2 separate regions of the Rattus norvegicus genome follow, and region 1 is linked to region 2. Evidence: chromatin contacts called from public Hi-C data. All regions are on one chromosome and are shown on one strand. Each heading gives the region's core, a stretch centred on a gene start, on an enhancer-like site or on the middle of the called end of the contact. The rest is flanking DNA. Distances are from core to core; before and after follow the strand shown. Region 1 holds the start of Oxnad1 (oxidoreductase NAD-binding domain containing 1). Region 2 overlaps Btd (biotinidase).

Region 1 (4,268 bases), core at 1,303-3,802, 420 kb before region 2:
GACCGGGAACACTGTTTTTGATGGGTCTGGATTGCTTAGATCAGGACTTGGGGTCTAATTAAGCTGGGAGAGCATGCATCTGGCATGCAGAAGGTCCAAGTTTGGATTCCTATCCTGGTCAAAAGAAATGTCTTTAGAATTTATCATTTAAATCTTTTTATTATTTTGAGTGTTTGCCTACAGGTGTATTTGTGTACCGAGTGTGGGCCTGATGCCTGTGGAGGCCAGAAGGGGGAGTTGCATTCCCTGGGACTGCAGTTACAGTTGTGAACTTCTATGTGGGTGCTGGGAATCGAACCCAGGTCCTCTAGCAGAGCAACGAGTGCCATCAACCAGTGTGCCAGTTCTCTAACTCATTATTGCTATTACCATGATTATTATTTTATGTGCATGGGTATTTTCCCTGCATGCACATCTGTGCACCATGTGCATGCCTGGTACCCTCAGAGGCCAGAAAAGGGTGGCCTGGAACTGGAGTTAGACGCATAACTAACCTCAGTGTACGTGCTGAGAATTTAACGTGGGTCTTCGAGAAGAGCAGCCAGTGTTATTAACTGATGACCCAGCTCTTCAGCCCTTTGTGTGTTTGCTTTTTAAATAAAAGACCTAACAACTTATACACACTATGAGCCTCACGTGGCGATAGCCTCTTCCCGAACGTGGAGCTCACCCACTCGCTGGCCACTGTGCTCCAGGGATCCACCCGTCTCTGTGCCTCTGTCCCTGCTTGCATCAGTGCAGGGTTACAGATCGATATACTTGCCAAGCCATTCCCTACCAACAGCTGCATCCATTTCTGCACATTCAAGAATGGCTCAGAAGAACTAAAGATCATCTGAACAGAAAATAGACACTAGAAAATCAGTTTCCTTCCTGTGTCCCAGAGGCTACCTGTGAAGTATTTATATTTACAAGACTTCCACCGGATTTCTCTTCTACTCAGACAGGCTACAAATATCTAATTGCTGTGTAGATCTCCAATTATGTTAAAAAAAAAAAAAAAAAGGAAGTGAGATCTTTGAGACAACCTTCCATACACTTGTTTAAGTTCTGGATTTTTCCTCCCAAAGGCTTTTCTGCCTTTAGGTTTTCACACTTCAAAAAGGCTTCAAAGTATAGTGTCCTTTCAACATGCACAAAGTTGGTAACATGCAAACAACTGTACATACTTAAATACAGCATCCATTAGAAATGTAAACTACATAAGCTAAAGGTGATTGCTGAACTGTTAATTCTTGTGCAAATGTTGGATTCCAAAGGATCTATTCTCAGAAGAGGAAGTAAGAACCAAAAAAACCGTAATTTTCTAGCCTTTCACGTCAGACTCTGATCCAGTTACACTGCACTCCTCCAGTGAGATGAGTACTTGCTTAGTAATAATTACAACAATGCTCTAAAGTCCCTGGCCATAACCCAAACAAGCCCTCGCAGCTTTCAGAACAAAGCGCTTCTCATCTGCATTTCGATTCTAGCTTCTAAGAAGAGGCTGCACGCTGACTACACTACCAGGGACACCATTCCTTTTACCAAGAACTAAAGTTCACATAAAGAACTTGGCTTTAGAGACAGCCAAGTCCTTCGTTATGGCCTAGGTATGTAATCTGGGGCAAGATGCCAGTCTCTGAATCTATGTTAAGAATGGATAAAATGGATTTTTGAACCCCAGGATCAACAGACTTACATTTAACGCATAGGCGACCCACAAAAAAAAACCCCAATAATTAAAAGTGATGTTTCTATGGCTACTGCACCCGCCACTGCAGTGAATATTGAAAATACGGCTAGAACTCGTCCCTGTCTTGCAGATCTTGGTCCTCTACAACACAATCGGGGTATCAGAAGGTGGCTGGGGTGAGAGAGGTAGCGGTGTACCTGCAGGCAGGAACTCATAACAGGCCAGGCGTCACTCAGAGCTCAAGGTCGCCTGAAACGCTACTGCAGGAGCGCTGTGTGTCGAGGAGGACTGGAGAGGACGCTGTGTGGCTCCCTGAGTCTCACTGACCCCCTCTTAAGAGGGAGTAGCCTCTATCAACTCTTTAAATGTTCTCTGAAGTCAGCGATGGAGGACACGACACCACCAGCATAAAACACTCGTTTATATCCCAAGCCCAAACTCCCCGGGCCCAGAAGTGACGTAGCCCCCATGTGCGGGAGCCCTTCACCCTATTGGTCGTTGGCAGCCGTGGACGTAGAACTGCGCAACCCTGCTGCGCAGGAAGCGCCATCTTTCCAGCGCTATCTCCATGGTGACCGCGACCAGGTCACCCATTTGGCCGCGGCGGTGGAAGTTACGTCATCGCCTGTGCGTCCGGAAGTGACTGTTCCTGCTCCAGGGAGGGCCGCCCGGGCCTACCCTGCCTGGGCGCAGCTAGGCAAACTGATGCGGTCCGGACCGGGTGACCATGGCGGTGTTTCATGACGAGGTGGAGATCGAGGACTTTCAATATGACGAGGACACAGAGACGTATTTCTACCCCTGCCCCTGTGGGGATAACTTCTCCATCACCAAGGTACTCTAAAGGGCTGGCCGGCGACTCCTAGAGCTTGCGCATTTTCGCTTCCGGCGTCCCTGGGAAGGCTCAGTCATCCACGTGTTCTTCTGAACCTCCGCCCCTAAAGTAGTAACCTGAGCTGTCAAGGATACAGGGTCTGGTTACTGGCGCTGTTCTCCCTAGCCCCACCTTTAGAATCTTTTTTTCCTGGGAGGTTTTTTTAAAGAAGAGAACTCGATTTTGTACCCCAGGGTTTTGGAGGCGATCGAACCAACCTAATCTCCCTTGTTGTTTCCCTAGATGAGACTTGGGGGAAAGTTTTTTGTGCTGTTACCTAACCAAAGACTTGTACATAGACGTAGGAGAGGTTTGTGGGAAGTTGACGAAAGGCGATGCTGACTACATGTTGTTTGATTGCGTTGTAGGAAGATTTGGAAAATGGAGAAGATGTGGCAACGTGTCCTAGCTGCTCACTCATTATAAAAGTGATTTATGACAAAGTAAGGGGTCTATTAAAAGGGATGGGTGGTGTGAGCTAATGACAAAGGCCTAAAGCAGCCTGTCTGATATAAAAGTGTGGAAGAGTGTTGGGTGTTTGTTTGTTTGTTTGTTGAGACAGGGACTTTATGTAGCCCTGGCTGTACTGGGACTCACTATGTGGACCAGGCTGGCCTTGAGTTCACAGAGATTTGCCTGCTTTGCATCACAAAAGCTGGGATTATAGGTATACACCACCACACCCAGCCTAGAAGAGTGTTTCTTAACCCTGTGCTAAACGAAGGGCTATTTTTACAAAGCCTTTAAAAATTGCCAGTAACTGTTTGCTAATCTTGTTCAAGTTTAAATTATGTAACTTATGATCACTTTGGAAGGAGCAATAAAGAAATTGCTTTGTAATGAAATTGGCGACTTAATCAGGAATAAAAAATTATCATGAAGGTTATTTCATTGATGTTCTTCCTTTTGAGATTTCTCGTGCATTTAATATTTAGTTTAGTTTGTTCAGAGCTCTAGGACATTTTTAGAAGATTGCATGATATTGATTGCCTGGCTTATGTATAGAATCTACCCAGTTTGAGATATAATTCCTGGATGCAGTGTTACAGTTTCATGTTCCTTTGTATCCAGTAAGAATGGCAATAGGAAAGGGGTAAATGCCTTTATTTCCCACCCAAAGTTTAGGTAGAGCTTTGGAGTCTGAAGGGTAAATTCTAAAATGAGTGTTGGACAAAACACAGAACTTTGTGGGAGAAGCTGTTATTAATTTAGACAATAAAATGTAATGATTCATTTTTATATTAAAATGGTTTATGGGACAAAGACCAACAGGGACAGGCTAGGGGCTGACTCTGTGGGGGATCACTCTGTAGGAGATGTGCAGTGACTGGGAAAGTTCTTGTGGTCGCTGGAATAAGCCAGGATGAAAGATCAGAGCCTGGACTTCATTTACAAATAATTACTATTGGAGGTCTGTGTTGGGAAACACAGAGACATTCTTTTTATTACTCATTTGAAGAGCTTATGTATTTGAATGACCAGATATTGAACTGATTAATGTAAAACCTTGGAAGGCGTGACATGTTTATTTCTGGGAACTGGTGGCTCCCTAGTTAAGATATTTATGTGACACTGCTTATTAACTAGTGGCCTTAGGGCTAAACACCAGCATACTTTTAGACACCAGTTCTCTGTACAAAAATAAAGCGTTATTGGGTCTGGGGAGATGGATTAGTGGCTAAGAGCTTCCAAAGGAGTGGGCATTTACATCTTCCACAT
Region 2 (4,612 bases), core at 1,103-3,602:
GGTTGAAGATTGGACGGCTCAGCTTCCTGCTCCAGATGTCTGACTCCCTATGGACTCCTTAAAACTGAGAGCCAAAATAACTTTTCTATAAGTTGCTTTGGTATTGTGTGTGTGTGTGTGTGTGTGTGTGTGTGTGTGTGTGTGTGTGTATGTATGTTTAATCACAGCAATAGAAAAGTAAGTACGACACAGCCGGACAAGGAGAGTTGAATGCCCGACAGTTGCCTTTGGACAGCAGGGAGCCCATGTAGCAGTCGGTGGCCCCACCTTGTGGTAACGAGTCAGCCCTGTTACCTCTGGATTACAGCAGAGATTGGCAGCCAAGATCTCACACTGGACAACTGTCTGGTCTCGGGAGCAGCCTTTCTTACTGCTGTGTGTACCTGAGGCCAAGTGAACTGAGCTCTGGGCTCAGGTCTGCTAGACCACTGGACTTCCATAGCCTTTCCTTCCTGTCAGGAATGCCCACAACCACAGCATCCATTACCAAAGACGGTCTGCGGATACAACAGATCGAGTACATCCTACTGTAAACTGCAGGCTCCGGAGGATGGCAGGCCTATGCGGGCTCATCAGCTGAACCCAGTGCACACACTTTGGCCCCGGATGCTGGCCCCTAATGACGAATCAGGACAGTGGACGCAGGACGACTGTTTTTCTGTTCCATTTTGCTATGAGCCTAGAAATTTCTCTCTTTTTTTTTTTTTTTGGTTCTTTTTTTTTCGGAGCTGGGGACCGAACCCAGGGCCTTGCGCTTCCTAGGTAAGCGCTCTACCACTGAGCTAAATCCCCAGCCCCTAGAAATTTCTCTTAAATAAAGCCTTTGAAATATAAAGTAAGTTAGAAATTAGAAACCAGAATGGTGACATAAGACCGATATTCCCCAGTCTTGGTATCTAAGAAGTCTGATAGTCAGAGACAGTCTCAGAAAAGAATCTTAGGGTTGCAGTGAGATCTGGGCACCTGGCTAAGAAGACGTGAGGAATTATTCCTTCCCTGCAAAGAAGGAAAACACAAACACCTGCCTGTCTGGAAAAGTATCTGCCTGGACCTGCAAACTCTTTTTTACCTCATGTTGGACTCTGATTAGAAAAATAAACACAGGTTGGAGAGATGGGTCAGTGGTTAAGAGCACCCGACTACTCTTCCAGAGGTCCTGAGTTCAATTCCCAGCAACCACATGGTGGCTCTCATCTGTAAAGAGATCCGATGCCCTCCTCTGGTGTATCTGAAGACAGCTACAGTGTACTCATATATAATAAATAAATCTTTAAAAAAAAAAAAAGAAAAATAAACACCATCAGCGTCCCACCCCACCACCCCAAAAGAAAGGGAGAGCATCTTCCAAGCTGGTCCCTCAGAAGGAATCCATTTCTAACCTGAACATGGATAACGAGGGGGGACCAGGGCCAGAATGCCCTGGTAAGTGCTTTTGGTAAGAACACGGACAGGTATGCTGAGAACCACAGACCATGGCTGTCACCTGTGAGAACCAGGGAGACCCCTTTCCCTAGACACCCTCTAAAGGCAGCTCGGCCTTGGGATTCTGACCACACAGGAAACAAGGACATCTAACAAGACAGACCAATGCTTAGTCGGCAAACCCTCAGCCCCTTTTGCAGCATAAACAGTGTGAGGAAGCACTATAGAGAGCATGTGTGCACTCGTGACTTCCAGTCTGCCAGCACTGGGCCTTTACCCTCCAGCCAATCATCACTGGACTCTCCGTGTTAATAAGTTTCAATGAACCTTGTGTCTGAGTATTGTCTTTGGTCTCTGGGTCTCTCAGCAGCCTGCCCATGTGCCATGCAAAGTTTGGCTATGGGCACCACACTCGAGAGACATTACGACCAAGGCTATTGTTTACACTGAGTTTGGAATTCAAATTTTTACAGTATACACGACCCAGGTAACAGGATAAAGGAGTACCAAGTGCTGAAGATGTCCATGGTCCTGAGAGGCAGGGAAAAGCCAGTCCACATTCCCTCTATAGGAACTCTTGACCCAGGCAATTCAGGACAGCCATGCGACTAGAGTCAACACAAAATTATAAAACACTCAAAGAAATTATTACTCATGAGCTAAGAAAAACATCCAGCAAAATGGGACCAGTGAATTCAGATGACCGTAATGGAAGTGAAGATGGTCTAGTTCATTAATTTCAACCAAAGCAGCACCCAGTGGGCTCTAGAGTGCACCAAGGACTAAGATTCTGGCAAGTAAAGTCAGATGGAGAGGTCCCTAAAACACGAGAATTAGAGCAGCCAACAAATAATGCTTAAGACAGCACAAGGGGCTGCAGAGGCACGCAGGGGTCAAGACCACTTGCACCCACACGGCTGCTAACTCTGTAACTCCAGTTCCAGGGGATCTGATGCCCTCTTCTGACCTCCTTGGGTACTGCATGCATGAGGTACACATATTCAGGCAAAACACATAAAATAAAATTTAAAAAGTAAATCTTTCAATTAAAAATATATATTTTAATATATATTATAATATATATTTAATATAGATTAATATATATTAATATAGATTAATATAGATTATATATATATCCCAGAAATGACAGGAACAAAGAATGAGGGTAGGAGACAGGGTCAGTCTATTCGGCATCCTACACTATTCCTGAGAAGCAGTAAATACAGAAAGTGATAAACACGGGCATAATAGCCTCAAGTTCGATAATGAAATGCAAAATAATAAAGTCAGCATAAGGAAGAAGAACACTAGGGCTACCGCAGTATTGTGAGACTGTGGATCTCTGAGGATTTTAAGAAGGAAACACAGAGGCTCTCATGGGAATACAATGATCTTTTGTTACTTGGGGTCATCCTCATGGCTCAACGGGGGTGGGGGTGGGAAGCTGTGGCAACCCAAAGTTCACTTCACAAAACCCAATTAAAGGCGGAAGGAGAGGACCAATCTCAGGGGCTGGTCTCAGAATATCCACACATGTGCCTGGCATGGGCTGTCCCCACCCCACAGCATCTTTTAATTTGAAAAAAATGATACAGTGATTTTTTTTTTTACAGTGGTCGGAACCATAGTGAACTTCTCAATATCAGAGAAAGAAGTGAGATTATCTTCAAAGTGCTCAGAGAAGGTAATTATCAACAGAGCCTTGTTTATCTCCCACGAAAACTCTGCCAACAAACCCAAGCAGCACAGCAGGAACTCACTCTGAAAGGAGTAAACAAAAGTCCAAAGATGCTTTGAAAAACACAGTAAGAAAAGAAATATAAGATTACTCATCAGAAAATTCCCTAAGCACAGTAAGAAGTGTAACTAATGTTGCCATGAATGAAGACAAAGTAACAATGAATGAAGACAAAGTAACAATGAATGAAGACAAAGTAACAATGAATGAAGACAAAGTAACAATGAATGAATATAAAGTAACAATTTCTTGTTTTATATTTTAAAAAACAACAGCACAAAATAGACAAGAGACTAAAACATTAAAGGGAAGAGGAAGAGGAAGGGAAAAAAGAGACTGAAGAAGAAAAGGGAAGGGAGGGGAAACAGAGAGAAAGGAGAACAGAACAGAAATGTAGCCTAATTTTAAAAGTAGGGAAAAAATAAGGCCAGAGAAACAGCATGGTAGGTAAAGTGGCTGTGGCAAGCGTGAGGACCCAAGTTCAGATCCCAGCACCCACCTAAGCGTATGTTGCTGTGCATCATACCCCAGTACTGACGGGTGGAGACGAGTACCCCAGTACTGATGGGTGGAGAGGGGCCGATTCCAGGTGCTTCCTGGCCAGCCAGTCTAGCTGAATCTGCAAGTTCTGGGCTCAGCAAGAGATTATGGGTAGTAATAGAGGTAGATACCTGATACCCCTAATGTCTACCTCTGGCCTTCGAAAATGAACTGTGTTGTCTCCCCCAACCCCACCCATTAAGACAAATATAGAAAAGTCAAAGGAACTAGATGATATTGTAAATAAAGTAAACAATAGAAATGTTCAAGAATTAGAAACATGAGCACCATGAAAGGGAATAAAGACCTAAGAAGGAAAAATGATCTGTAAGGACGACAACTGGGTAAGCTCCAATGAAAGTGTGGCAGGAGATCCAGGAAAACAAAGGGGCTGTGTGGTGGGCACGCCATCGGGGCCTCCCTGTATAATCATGTGTGGTGGATACCATACCAGGGACCGCACTGTATAAGCAAGCCTCTTTTCCTTTGGGTGCACACAGACGTGACGTTTTGCTTCTAGCCAACAATGAATGAAACTTTAAGGGACTTCACCATTCAATTGAAGTCCCATGCCAGTCAATTCTGCTCATCCAAAGAGACCGTCCCAGATGCACCAAGTGGAAAGGCCTTTAAGAGAAGGCAGATGCTTTTAAAGTGACACATTCCAGATGTCCTTAAGTAAGCAAGTCACCGTGAATCCTAAGGCTGTAAGGAAAGTTGTTTTTCCAATGGTAGAGTTTGGAACTCGGGCTGACACCTCATCCACAGCCTGGAAAGCAAGAGACGAAACAGGTCCAAAGCCCTGCTCACACTCCAACCCACATAAACATTCAGAGGATAAATGGGTCTTATTTTAATCTGTATAGTGAGTGCAAAGACAATTTTTAATACCATAAATACTGCATAACAGAT

The links. Hi-C and Micro-C count contacts between places; a contact is called where the count stands out from the background.
Region 1: a Hi-C map of kidney shows a contact between it and region 2, with 5 times the contacts expected there. The contact joins the promoter of Oxnad1 here to the enhancer-like site in region 2. A contact is called at or near these places in 8 of 12 Hi-C or Micro-C datasets (the A7r5 cell line, the Rat2 cell line, Schwann cells and 5 more) and 1 of 1 datasets of contacts at active chromatin or transcription factors (oligodendrocytes).

The regions. Positions count from the first base shown.
Region 1 is chr16:7,298,039-7,302,306 of GRCr8, reverse strand. It overlaps Oxnad1 (oxidoreductase NAD-binding domain containing 1), which reads right to left and starts at 2,552. Exons shown (of 8, transcript NM_001107295.1): 1 at 2,354-2,552. The coding sequence starts at 2,417. It overlaps Dph3 (diphthamide biosynthesis 3), which reads left to right and starts at 2,311. Exons shown (of 3, transcript NM_001134850.1): 1 at 2,311-2,510; 2 at 2,918-2,992. The coding sequence starts at 2,403.
Region 2 is chr16:6,877,916-6,882,527 of GRCr8, reverse strand. The region is part of intron 1 of Btd (biotinidase); the gene reads right to left. Among named protein-coding and RNA genes, the nearest start is that of Btd, 8.3 kb to the right of the region's middle. Within about 2 kb of position 2,352, at least 11 of the 93 cell types and tissues checked have an H3K27ac peak or open chromatin away from gene starts, as enhancers often do. A contact at or near this core is called in Schwann cells and kidney, where this site is marked.